2 separate regions of the Gasterosteus aculeatus genome follow, and region 1 is linked to region 2. Evidence: chromatin contacts called from public Hi-C data. All regions are on one chromosome and are shown on one strand. Each heading gives the region's core, a stretch centred on a gene start, on an enhancer-like site or on the middle of the called end of the contact. The rest is flanking DNA. Distances are from core to core; before and after follow the strand shown.

What was found. Hi-C and Micro-C count contacts between places; a contact is called where the count stands out from the background.
Region 1: a contact with region 2 is called in a Hi-C map of skeletal muscle, with 8 times the contacts expected there. The contact joins two enhancer-like sites. A contact is called at or near these places in 3 of 6 Hi-C or Micro-C datasets (skeletal muscle and whole body).

Annotation. Positions count from the first base shown.
Region 1 is chr20:5,101,283-5,108,173 of fGasAcu3.hap1.1, forward strand. It overlaps LOC120811175 (retinoic acid receptor beta), which reads left to right. Exons shown (of 8, transcript XM_040166375.2): 4 at 1,606-1,769; 5 at 2,534-2,710; 6 at 2,996-3,200; 7 at 3,279-3,437; 8 at 3,598-5,515. The coding sequence ends at 3,758. It also overlaps LOC120810393. Among protein-coding and RNA genes, the nearest start is that of LOC120811175, 7.9 kb to the left of the region's middle. Within about 2 kb of position 2,184, at least 4 of the 9 cell types and tissues checked have open chromatin away from gene starts, as enhancers often do.
Region 2 is chr20:5,057,024-5,063,855 of fGasAcu3.hap1.1, forward strand. It overlaps LOC120810497 (ubiquitin-conjugating enzyme E2 E1), which reads left to right. Exons shown (of 6, transcript XM_040165083.2): 4 at 46-178; 5 at 1,872-2,019; 6 at 2,636-2,877. The coding sequence ends at 2,733. Among protein-coding and RNA genes, the nearest start is that of nr1d2a, 3.5 kb to the right of the region's middle. Within about 2 kb of position 1,713, at least 1 of the 9 cell types and tissues checked has open chromatin away from gene starts, as enhancers often do.

The DNA of each region.
Region 1 (6,891 bases), core at 934-3,433, 45 kb after region 2:
ATGAACATTACTACTTATTGTTTGCTGCTTGTTGATTGTATTGTTCTTTTTCCGTGTGGAGGCAATAGATACGCTCTAAATTTTGAATTTTTCATATGTCATTTCATAGAGACACATGTTTTTGTTGCTTTAAGTGTCTCTTGACCCACATTTTAAGATATCCACCCAAGGGCTTAATCTCTCCCATCAAGCCCTTATCCCTAGTTTTGGCAGAGAACTGTCAATCACAAGGTAGCCCCGCCCCTAAAGCATACTGCTTTAAACTGATCATAAACTGCTCATCCCAATGTTCACTGAGGGAATGAATCAGGAAAGAAGTCGAGTCAGCCGGAGGAGCCCCCCCTGGTGGTCAGTACACAGAATGCAGGTTTAAGGCACTTCAGGTCTGGTTCCACTATTCAGAACCAGAAGCAGGGACATTATAATGTTTCCATGATGTCTTCAAACGTAACGTTGTAGAATACAGTTTCGGCAGGAACACTTATAATAATTATAATAATAAATACCGTTTTTTCGTGGTTATTTTTTCACTCCAATAATACATGAACACCGAATATACCCGTGAGGGAATTGTGACCTATCTAACTTCACAATAAAAAAACAATATGGGAACAATGAAGAGTTCGTTGGATTTACGACGTACCGTTTGTTGTTTTACCAGATGATCAAATTTGGTATCGATAGTTCCGGAATTTTCCCCGTATTGCCATCGACTGATCAATTTGTGACATCCGTGAAGATATACATCTCATCTGAAGATATACATCTCATCTGAAGATATACATCTTCAAATGAGTCAAAGTTCCCAGTGAACTCGACCCAGATGACAGAGTGTGTGCGTTACGGGTGAAGGACCCGCCCACCCACATGTTCACGTTGTGGCCAGTCCACACACACACACACACACACACACACACACACGCGTGTTACATAAACACGCCACGTGTAGCAGGGCAGGTGGATGCGATGTAACTCAGTCGGCTCAGCGTGTAACACGATCTCACTTGTTTGCACGATGACGACTGAATGTAGGTCACCCAGAGATGACGATGAGGAGGAGGAGGAGGATGATGAAAGAGGAGGAGTGGGTGATGGTGAGAAGCGCCGAGATGGCTCAGTTGCATAATTCCGAGCGTGTGTGCAGCCGCTCGAGCCAAGTGGTCGAGACGCGTTGACACCGGCGGATTATGAGAGGCTCACCTGGTGACGAGTCGGCCTGCTTCTTGCCCCCCTCGAGCTATCATGTTATGTTATTGCCCTCAGTTTACTGCCAACTGATTACATGGGAGACTCTCAGTTCCACTCAAAGCTGTTCACGTTCATCTTTCTAGGTCATTTCAGGGGCTTTACAGACCGACACTGATATTCAATCCTCCTCTTTTACTGAAGGACTCAACCAGGCAAAGACACTGAAGCCTGAAAGGTCAAGGCCCCCCATGACTTTACAAACATGTGTATATATCTGTTTCTATATGTATACATATATCATTGTATGTGTCTTTATATATATACTTTTATATAAGTGTGAATAGATACAGTAAGCACAAATGTTTTTGTATCATTTGAAAAGCATCTCACAACGTGCGTCCTTCTCCTCTGCAGCAGTGAGGAACGACAGGAACAGCAGGAAGGGGAAGAAGGAGGCGGTGAAGATGACCGTCATGGAGACGTACGAGCTGACGGCGGAGCTGGGCCTGATAGTGGAGAAGATCTGCATTGCTCACAGGGAGACCTTCCCCTCTCTCTGCCAACTAGGAAAATACACCACAGTGAGTCGAGACGGGACGGTGATGTGCAGGAGGCACTTTGTGTGAAATGTGACCACATTGTAACTTTTCTGTAACAGTAGTTCTGCAAAGAGCTCCAGGGTGGATAGTTTAATGTGGAAACTACAATGCAGATTTGGTTTTTATTTTTAAATCTGTATTGACTCATTTTGAACCTAGTTTTGTAAATCTAAAAATCTCATTTATTATCAACTTCAGAAATGTATTCATTGCAAAAGGCCTACTAAAAAACCAGACCGTAAAGTACAAGCGATTGCGTAACAGCAATTGTTTATCGTTGTCATTGTAAGTAGCTGTATTTCGTTTTGTTTGCATCATCTCACAGTGTAGTATCTCAACATGCCAAACCTCAGATTGCACGTGAGCGGGACTGTGAGTCACCACTGCATCTGACACGCACCTTGTGTGGCAGCATCTGCCCCAGTGTGTCAATGTGTGTCAATGTGTGTGTGGGTAATGCATGCGTGTGTGTGTTTGCGTGTGTCAGCCGAGTCATGCATAGTATATTCCGGGGCGATGAAGCTCAGCGTTTACGCCGGTTACAACAAAATGCTTCTCTGGCGCCACCAACAGGAAATGGACCACATTGCAACGTTTCTACACGCTGTTGGCAGTATTTGAACAATGAGCCCCAGTGTGCGTTCTATAGTGAAAACCACAACGGAATCAATGACTGTGTGAAAATCCCCCACACACGAATGCTAAGTACCTCAAAATAACCTCTTGGTCCTTTCTCCTCCATCCAGAACTCCAGCTCGGACCACAGGATTCAGCTGGACCTCGGGCTGTGGGACAAGTTCAGCGAGCTCGCCACCAAGTGCATCATCAAGGTGGTGGAGTTCGCCAAGCGAGTGCCTGGTTTCACCGGCCTGACCATCGCCGACCAGATCACTCTGCTCAAAACCGCCTGCCTGGACATCCTGGTACGCCTGTCTCCTAAACATGGCTTTCTGCTTCCTGGTGTTTTATTGGAAACTGTGACAATTGCTTAAAGTGAGGTGTTTATAAAAATAAAATGTCCAAGACAAAGAGATGCAGAAGTACAAGGGATCAAATAAATGACGTCCGGCTTGATTAGAACAACACATAATGTCCTGTGCCGTTATCGTGGTTATTTCACAGATGCCGGTGTAGAAATTATGGATGGATCTGTCAAATCGTCTTTCTTTTTTCCTCCCCTTCCTCACTCCTCTCTCCTCCCATCCCAGATCCTGAGGATTTGCACTCGCTACACTCCCGACAAGGACACCATGACCTTCTCCGACGGGCTGACCCTGACCCGCACTCAGATCCACAACGCCGGCTTCGGGCCGCTGACGGATCAGGTCTTCACGTTCGCCGGCCAGCTGCTGCCGCTGCAGATGGACGACACGGAGAGCGGCCTGCTCAGCGCCATCTGTCTGGTCTCCGGAGGTACTGAGGCAAACGCACAACCCTTACTTCTATAGCTCTGGGAGGGAAAAAGTGAAATACTCTGGTGGGTTTGAACAGACCGACAAGACCTGGAGGAGCCGTCGAAGGTGGAGGTGCTGCAGGAGCCGCTGCTGGAGGCGCTGAAGATTTACTCCCGCAAACGGCGGCCCAGCATGCCCCTGATGTTCCCCAAGGCCCTCATGAAAATCACCGACCTCCGCAGCATCAGCGCCAAAGGTCAGACAGCGACATCAAGTCCTTCACTCGTCATACAGGGATTCTGTGAGATGTTTCCTCTCGTGATTATCCAACAAAGTGGTGCAGTGAAGACCAGGAAGTGTTAAATGCCCTTTCGAAAGAGGAACTGCTCCGTGACGGTTCTCTCGTTGTCCCTCAGGAGCGGAGAGGGTGGTGACGCTGAAGATGGAGATCCCGGGCTCCTTGCCCCCTCTGATCCAGGAGATGCTGGAGGATCTGCAGGACCTGGAGAAACGCTCTGAGGAGAGCCAAGCGGAGGCCAACAGCAGCCAGCACACACAGCGCATCGCCTCCTCCTGACTTCTCACTCTGAGACGGATCAAAGAAACTTTGTGTCCCGAGGGGACGCTAACAGGATGAACTAAAGATCCGCAGGGTTACTAGTGTCTTACCTCAGTTTCACAGAAGAAGAGATTCAGTTATTACGCTGATGAGCAAAGTGCTAATTTCTGCCTCAAAGTGGAAAAAACTGAATGGTGTAGTTTTTAGATTGTATCACAGTTTCCTTTTTTTACCCTCATAACCAGTGGGAATAACACAGGATTCTACTGTATTTATACATGCATGGATTACGTTTACCTCATTTGATAACAACTTCTTTAGCTTCCTAAGTTATTTAACACACAGACTTAAAACGTCTACTGCTTGTACACGCAATTGACTGTTTGTAAAAAGAAAGCTGTGAACAAAGCAGATTTGTCCAGACAAAAGGGAAACATTTTCCGGAAAGGTGAATGTTCATAACCGGTAAAGTTCACAAAGGTACTTAACTGACTCTATACAGGCCTTGAAAACAAAAAAGTGAACAAAAGTACTTATTCAGGGATGAGTCTTTGACTTTATCTGAACAAAATTATTTAGATAAGTGTTTGTCTGACAATAGGAGGCGCAACATTTTGCTCATTTCCATGAAGTAAAATGGGTCAGAATTTTGCACTTTTACTTGAAGATAAATATTGTCGCACTGCAGTGACGTCCTTTTCTACCTTTCATATTCATCAGACCGAAGGAATCATTTCTATTTGGGTCAAGTCCCTGAAATATTTTTTCAATGAAGAAATTATCGCAAACCATATCAAAATGATGGAAATCATTCATTTGTTTCAAAGAGGCTCAGCCCTGTGATGCGATACATTCCACTCTGTCATTGTTCGCAGAACGTACTTTAAATTATATTAACACGTTTTTCGAGAGCTCTATAAAATGATCTCTTTTCACACTGAATAAAGATGTTGTGGTAAATGTCGGGATGATTTCTGCCGCGGCCGCTCTCTCAGCGACACAACAAATAGTCCGTGCGCAACGCTCGCCCTGTAAAACCACCAGCGGTTGTTTACACTGTTGTTGTTTTTTTGGTATCAAATGGAACGGGAAACAAACAGGAAGTACGATGTATTTCTCTAAATGTGGAACTGCTCCTTTAAAAACTTCAATCAGTTGTTGTACATTTTGCTGGATATCTGCAGTATAAAATATATCTGCACCGTTAGTAAGCTAACGCACAACTTTATTCCATCACATATATTCTACATGCTATTTTCAAGTTTAATCTCAAATGTTGTTTTTGAAGCTATTAGTAGGCCTCCATGTTTACCGAAATGTTTGAGTTTCAGTAATAATAATAGATAAATAAAAGATCCTTATTTTTGAAAGCTCAAACTTTTTTTTTTCCTTTAACAAAATAAGTTTTAGAAACGCATTGTTTTTGATATTGTCCTATCACGGGAAATACTGTTTACTGTAGAAATAATACTGATTAAAAATAAAGGATAAAAAGGATTATGGGAAAAGCAGTCTAATTTTACAATACGCAGAGCGGTATTTATATTTAACATCAGAAACATTTGTGCCTCAAGAAATGTACATTCTATTAAACAGACTTTGGTTGGTGTATAAAATATCTTCTGTAATTGTACTTTAAGAACTCATGTGCTCACTCCACATATGCTATCTTACATATTTTGTGAATTCTACATATTTTGCCAATTTAACCCGGAACATTTCATCACGTTTGATATGTTTGTTTTTCTTGCTCTATTAAAGTCTTGTGTATATGATTTAATTTAGCTGCGTCATGTTTCCACTGAAGTTGCACAATTGATTAACGCTTGTATTTATTATTCAAACCATGTTTTGTGATGGCATATACATTTATTGGATATTTCTTTGTTTTTTTTGCTCATTACACTCTTTTTCAGATATTATTGTAGTTTTCGCTTCCCCCTCCATTCATCAGATATTACCTGATAAATGTTTCATTTCATAAAAGACCTTTTTTTTTTTAAATCAAACCTCTGCAAAAGTGTATTTAGAAAGTTGTGTGTGTTCCAAAGAAATTGTCTTCCTTTTTAAACTTCTCAGATGGTTTTATTTAAATAACTTTCCAGGTGCAAGAAAATCCAATGTATCATCCGGTAAGTCACAACCAAAGAGCCACACAGATGAAAGAGGTTTCTGTACTCGTCGGTGATCTTGATTGTAGGCGTCTTGACATTGTTGTATAACTATTAAGTTTACTACATCTGCTTCAAACATTTTGTCTCGGCCCACTCAGTGCATCAACGTTGGCGCCAAATGCTTTTACAACATAATACACAGCAATAACATTGTCCACAATAAACAGTTTGTTGCGTATTTCATTTCAAAATAGACATTTCTTAAACAGATTATATAGACAAATCCCTTTTGGATGAAAGTGCATACGGAAGTCAGCTCCATCTGTGCTGCGCTCTTTAAAATGAAAACATTCTGTGATTAAAAATACACGTTTCGGCCGTTAATCAAATTGACAACGATAACAGGATCTCAGAGTGCACGTTCTTGTAGTCGGCTGCTTGTGAAGCCGCAGACAGACATTGTGATGTTTTTAAATACGAATATTAAATCGAGGTAAAGTGTCTTTTACATTTATTCTTATTATTGAAGACCTTTGTCTCGCAGCCCTTTTCGAACCAGCTGTGTCCTGCAGCGAGGAGTTAAAACTGGTCCTCGGGATTGAAAGACTCAATGACTAAATGAACAGCACACATTGATAAAGGACTGTTAGAACATCAGCTCTTTTGGGTTTTTCATATTAAGGGTTCCTGTTGGGATGAAAACTTACCTTGTCTTGGTTTAATCTTTGCAGCAGCACAGTCACTACTGAGGCGGTGTGTGAATCAGCTTTTCCATTGGCCTCCATTTAGAGATAACACGTCTCGATGATGAACCTTGAGGCCATATAGTCATGTTTCCACTGAAGTGATGTTTTTCACTTACCCAGATTGAATTTAGTCCCAAGTATGAGGAGTACTTGACCTCTACAGAAATACAACAAGCCGAAATCGTTAAAACAACAACAACTTCGAACACCACCTCCTCATGATAAATATCCTCTTGTAAGTCATCTCACTTCATTGCCCCTGACTTTACATCAGCTGACAGTTAACCACAA
Region 2 (6,832 bases), core at 463-2,962:
AGCGCTTTTTGTTTGTTTGTTTGTTCATTTATTTTCTGCCTGCAGCGCCGGCCCCAAGGGAGACAACATCTATGAGTGGAGGTCGACCATCCTGGGACCCCCGGGCTCCGTGTACGAGGGAGGCGTCTTCTTCCTGGACATCGCCTTCACCCCCGACTACCCCTTCAAACCCCCCAAGGTACTGGTTAGTTACTTTAGTGCCACAGACTGTGAAATACTTCTAAAACGAGGCCAATTGAAATGAAATGTGAGATTATTGTTCAAAAGGTCGTATAATCTGACACGCAAAGCTGACACATTTTCTGATTTTGATCAAAGTTTCTTCTGCGATGTTTTCGTATTTAGCGTTGTACTTTAGCTTTGAAACCGTAATCGATGTTATAATTCTGCTGTTTTTCTGCATCAAATCCTGTGAGAAGTCCAACATTTTAATTCATGGTAACAATATGCTGTTTTTAATATTTTTACCAACAATAATTGAGCTCTAAAGCGCTGAGGAAAAAGGCTTTGGGACATCAGTTGTTGATGTGTTTGGTTTTCTCATACATAATAAGAGCTCTCTGTTCTTTTTTATTTTGATTGTGTCTAATATAAACCACTGTGTGCGCTCAGTAGCTGGGTAGTGGTTCATTTGTTGGTCCCCACTGGTTCATTTGGACCAATTAGGCCGTTTTAGGCGCAGACTGCGGACATTATGATGGGAACAATGGTAAAAAAACAGTTTGTTGGTTCTACTAAGGCTAATTCCCAGCAGGATAAAACCATAAAAAAAGAAAATTGGTTTCTCAGCTTTGTGTTTGGTTTACTGTGTAAACATCAGCAGGAAGTTGCAAAGCTGAAGGTGCACCTGTTAGAACTCCCCCTTTCTGCCTCTGCTGTCTGAGCATCAAATGCATCCCCGTCTTTGCTGCTACGACCACTGCCGACCGACGCCAAAAAGGCCAAAACATGGAATTTCCAGTTTTCCCAATGCGTCAAAAGCTACGCAAGCCTCTCGCAGCCAACAAGGCTGCGATTGGTCTGCTAACTACTCACATTTCCGTTTTCATAGCACAACGCTGCCATTATTAAAACGAAGAATGTTTACGAGAGAACGGATCAGATTGAAGAGCTTTTGTCGGAAAAAAATCCATAAATATAACCGCTTATACAAGCCGTCATTGGCGGACTATAAGGACGCGCGGATGGCCTCTGATTCACGGAGGGAGATCTCCGCAAACGTCGGTTTTCCGGTCGAGGGGAAGTTGTGAGAGGAACATACGGGACAAATGTGTCCGCGATGAAAAGCAGCACTGGCGATGCACGGGGCAATAAAGTCTATGATAAATAAATGAACAAACCAACGACTTCCACACACAAAGACGTGACTCTCTAGGTCGTCTTCAACAGAAACATGTTACTCCGCCTGTTGTTTTGGAGGCGAATTGCTCTGCAACACACGCAAGACTTTGAGAACCATGAATTGAAACGAGTGCGTCGACACAACAGGGCGTAAAGACGCAGAAGCGTGCGCCAGCCGTGAGTCACACTATTCAGTGTTTCTTGACATCTAAAAGTACCTCACTCCAGCCACCAGGGGGCGGTCACGTCCTGCAGATAAAAAGTGAAGCCTTTACTGCAGGTTTTACACTGAAGGACAAAGTTAAGAGTTCAGTCTTAATGTTACCAAAACTCCGAATGGAGAAGTGTGTCAAGAGTTTGTTGACTTTGTGGAATGACTCATTGGATCAGACTCTCTGCTGTGGATCCACCCACAACAAAACTCCATTTTGGAATTGATGAATATAAAACATTTATACTGCATGCAAAGGACTGCACATCCATTGAGGAGTCCTGCATCATCTCACCATGACTCCTTTGTGTGCCCTCAGGTGACCTTTCGCACCAGGATCTACCACTGCAACATCAACAGCCAGGGCGTGATCTGCCTGGACATCCTGAAGGACAACTGGAGCCCCGCCCTCACCATCTCCAAGGTGCTGCTGTCCATCTGCTCCCTGCTCACAGACTGTAACCCAGGTAACCCAGCTGGACTTCACTAGCTCACATGCTTATGTGTTAAATGTTCAGAACCTGCAACATGAAGCGTTTCACACTAGCAGCCGTGCAACGTCTTTTTTTTTGTTGTTTTTTTGTCTCGTCATTTGTTCAAATATCCCTCTTTCCGTTCCAGTTTTTTTTTATTACACAACAGGAATTTCAAACTGTGTTTAAGTGTAGTCCGTGGCGCCACCTTGACAGGAAACCCGTCGCCTGGACATCCGATTCCAGCGCACGTTGCTCCTAAGAGGGAAACCAAAGAGGGTTTATTTGCTGCATTACCGCCATAAGCAGGAGCACATTTTGTATCACAGAAGATTTGCTGACACGTCGGTTGTTCTTGTTCTTGTTCCACCTGCTGCAAAAGACTGACAGGACTTCTCTGATTCTGCTCATGGACACAGATTTGAATTGGCACTAAAACTTCTCAACACATCTTCCCGACCAGAACGAGACCCTCACCTTTTACAATTTTTTACAATGCAGCTAAAACAATTTCTTGTTGATAATTAAAGAAAATGAGTTTTTTACTAATGTATATATATTTTTTATATGCAGCCAAAACGTAACATGAATGCTATTTGTCTCCTCTCAGCCGACCCGCTGGTGGGAAGCATCGCCACCCAGTACACCGCCAACAGAGCGGAGCATGACCAGACAGCCAAACAGTGGACGAAGAGATACGCCACATAGACCCACATAGTGGGGGGGTGCGGCCGGGGGGGAGGGGTTATTTCTATCTCAGATTTTTAGTACTTTATTGTCTGGTATATTTTTTGCTTCCTGATTAAATTATCTCCACAAATATGGTAATAAAGGAAAACAATGGAAAGGAAATCTCGTCCGCCTCCTTTTTCTTCTACATTGTTATTTAAAGGTTGGTAGCTTTGTATTACCAGAATATACTGCTGACACTTTATATTTTGTAAAATATTACAAGTAGTTATATGATGATTGTAATTGTTTTACCTTGTCAACAATGTTAAAATATTTGATCATTTGGCAACACTGTTTATACTCACTGTTGATAAATGTGCGTAGATAAGGACATTCAAATACGCTACATGCGAAATATAAACCCCCAACTCTTCACTTGAAGCCCCCCCCCCCTCCCTTTAACCATGCCGTAATAATCCTTTTCACTCCGTGTTAGTGAAGGTGTTGGATGTGCTGCAGAGTCGTAACACCTGGATGACTTCTCATGTCAGAGTGACATTTCCCACATTATGTATCTCAGGAGAGGCAGAGAAAAGCTGTAATGGCCTCAATCTGTCAGCAAATATTTGACCCTTTCTCTCTTAACTCGGCACTTTGGTTTGGAAAACTGTCTTTTCACATCGCTGGAAGGCAAGAATACAAAATGTTTCCTGTCAGTCACACCGTAGAGAACTTTTACAAGTTTACTGTCGGATAATGATTGTTGTACTTTAGCACGGCCGCCAGTGTGTGACTGAGAAGAGGCATGTAGGGGTGGATTTTGTAGATAACGTGTTTATATATAGAAATCAGGTCACCTAGTATCTTATAAACAGCTCATTTGTTCAGATGTATCAAATACATACGTTGATACATGTCAGACGTCTGACTCACCTGGGCCACTGGGAGGCAGGTGGAACAAGTTCTCCTCATTTGGAAACACATTATACTCTATTGACTCAAAAATATTCATTAAAGGTTACTTCTCAAGAGCCGCAATCAAAACGTATAAAATCAGAAACATTCAGACGTACACATTACATTTCGCACAAAGGTGTCTTAAAGGGGCAAGTGCACTACTTGAGGAAACTAAAGTGAGCCCACTGAGAACCTGTGTGAGCGGTAAGACTCAACGCGTGAGAACAGGCGTCTCTGAACATGGCAGGACTCCTGCACATGTAAACGCTGATGGAATGAGCCACAGGAATGTTCGCCGTCCTCTTCACATACGCGCTGGGAACGCTCTTCTAGGGTTGTAATTACCGCAAATCGAAATACCTCGAGGTGTGTCTTGTAGGCGTAAGGAACACACTGACCTACCTCCAGCTGTTCACACGTTCAAACGTGGATTGACGGAACAAATACCTGCTTAATCCCAGTGGAGAAAAGGTTTTTCTATTTTTAAGGACAGGTGGTTTTGTACTAAACAAACAGCGTGACAGGCAGCATTTATGCTGCTTTTCTTGTCTGTCCTTAACTTGAAGTTAAAAAGGATTGGATATATCATTTTCCCACAGTGAGTTTGCTCAAATGGAGTAAAACAGAACATTTTCCCAAATAAGCAAGAGAACTCCTCTGATGTTCAGCCCATGCTGATGCTTATCGGGCCATGTTTGTCAATGTCCAGTTCTTAAAATACTTGGGATGGTTTCATAAGATGCTGCTGACCTGCCAAGTGAAAACTATTCCCCAGACTGTGGAACTCGGGCCAGAATGCTGAATCTGGTAAATAAATCCACCCTCGCCGCGCACGTCTTAGTGAAACTGACTCCCTCTCTACTTAAAATAATCCTCTTATAAAACATCTTTTCCAGGAACCAGACATATTCTTTTATTTTTTGTCTCTGAAATATGAAGTGGCCAAAGTTAACGGTTAACTAATTTAACACAAACCCAGCTGGGTCAGCTCACATGCGATAACAAATCGTAAACGTGAAATTCCTCTGGTCAGCAGGAATAAGCGTTAATCGCTTACTTCAGTCGTTCGATGATTTAAAACCTCACGTGCAATATTGAGGCTCCTTCTTCTGGACAAAACCTCACGTGGGCTAACGTTAGCAACAGAACCACCTTTGGTTCAACGCCGCGGGTCACCGCCAAAATTCCCTCCGTCTTTTCTACTTTAGACCCGTTTCCTATTATGCAAAAATATCCCAAAAGGCGGCAAATGTGGTTAATAAAAAATTTTAAAAAACATTTGAATCTTTCAAATGTGCAAACAAGTGTGTCTGTGAGGTTAAGAACTAGAGCGTGACTCGTGACGCTACGTTGAGCGCTCAAACAACACCTTATTACGTGTAATTATAAGGAAGGTGGCTGATGCTCAGGAACACTATGTGCTGCCAAGATTATTAAAATAGATCGACCAGAGTACAATTCCTGCGGTTGGTTTGGACTGTACATTTTGTACTCTGCGGTTTCTTAATTGATCGCGTTGGAAGGTCCCGTTTCCTTTTTCAAATCCAGTTTCAAAGAATCCATTTTAGAGCAGAATTACGATCGCAGTGGAGAAAAAAACACAAGTTTCCTAATTGTATAGTTTAACAAATGGTGAAATATGTGTTTCACATGTTTCCTTTCAGTAGAACAATTACAAATAAATTAGCTTGTTAGCCTGTAAGCATGCTAACGTTTGCTATTTAGCGCTAAACACAAGTACAACTGACGCTGATGTCGACGTGATTAGTTCTGCAGGTCTACATTTGCTCATTAATCAGAACACTGGACAAATGAACCAGCTGTCAGCGCGAGACCAAAAGTGAAGGGATCAGCCAAGTGAACACATTTAATCCCGGGGGGTTGAATGTCGGTGACGGACACATCCGATAGTCTTTGAGCCTTTTAGCTTTCAACCGTTAGCCGAAACCAATGGTGTAACCGGACCACCACTGGTCGGGTAGAAGCAGCCAGCAACGTGACATCACGGCACGTTTGGATTTCCCTCTGTGAAAACTTGGTTTCGGCATCATGCGGTTGAGGTCTAATTTAGTCACGGTTTGAGGTCACAATCAGTTTGTTGTCGTTTAGTAGGAAAGATTTGATGAAATCCCGTCTTCTTACTCCGTAAAGACGTTCTGAAGTTTCATCGTGACTTCAAGTTCTGCTCAACGTTACATATATTCAACCTTGACACCTGCACATCCTTCGCCCGCGCTGTCCTCAATTCTTTCATTTTCTGGGGAAAAGTTAGGGGGTTTCCGTGCGCAGAAACAAAATGAGGTTTCGTAATTTTGATTTCCCTTTCTAGAAGTCGACTCTGTGTACAAAGGGGACCTTTTTTGTTTCCAAAATAAGGCTTGTGGTCTTGCCGAGATGACATCTCTCATTGACTAGTCGCTGAGTGAGATGAAACAGTGGTGTCTGAGACATGTATTTATGATGTGTCAACAAAATTAAGATTTTTATTGATCTTGTGTGGTTATAAAGGAAAAATGAACGCATGGCAAGCCAATGCCAGTGGCCTAAAACCACAGCCAGGTCACCCGACACGTGGAAACGGCGGTAGCGTTTCCGAGGAGTTTTACCGGGGGGTAGAATAGAAGGTCTGCTTTGCTTATACAGACCAGGTCACATAAAAGGCATCCAGAGTAACTCAAAACCTCATTAGTTAAAAGTAAGTACAAACTTAAATTATAAAGCGGAAATGTATTTTTGTGTTTAATGCTACAGTGTTTTACCGCGATGAAAACTTTAACCGTAAGCATCACGCCGACGACCGTCTGCAGTCGTTTTTTGGAAATAAAGCGGCAACTTCTTTTCAATACGATTATGCGCGGCTGTCTGCAGCAGCATGCGAGAGTTTCCATTTGGTCTGTGAAGGATTGGTAAAAACAAGGTAATCTTTGCAGATGCAAAATGACATGGAAAAAATAGAAAATAGGTCAAAATATTTTGTGATAAACAGATTTCAACAGCTGGAATGAAAAACTGGAAAACAATTTACAGTTACAGACAAATAAATGAATAAAAATGTTTGAATAAGTAAAACATAATCTTGTGTATGTAATATGTTATGCCTGTACATTTTAATGGCTTTCAACAGTGTGTCCTAATGTTAGCATAATAATTTAGGATGTCATGACGATATGTATTTGAT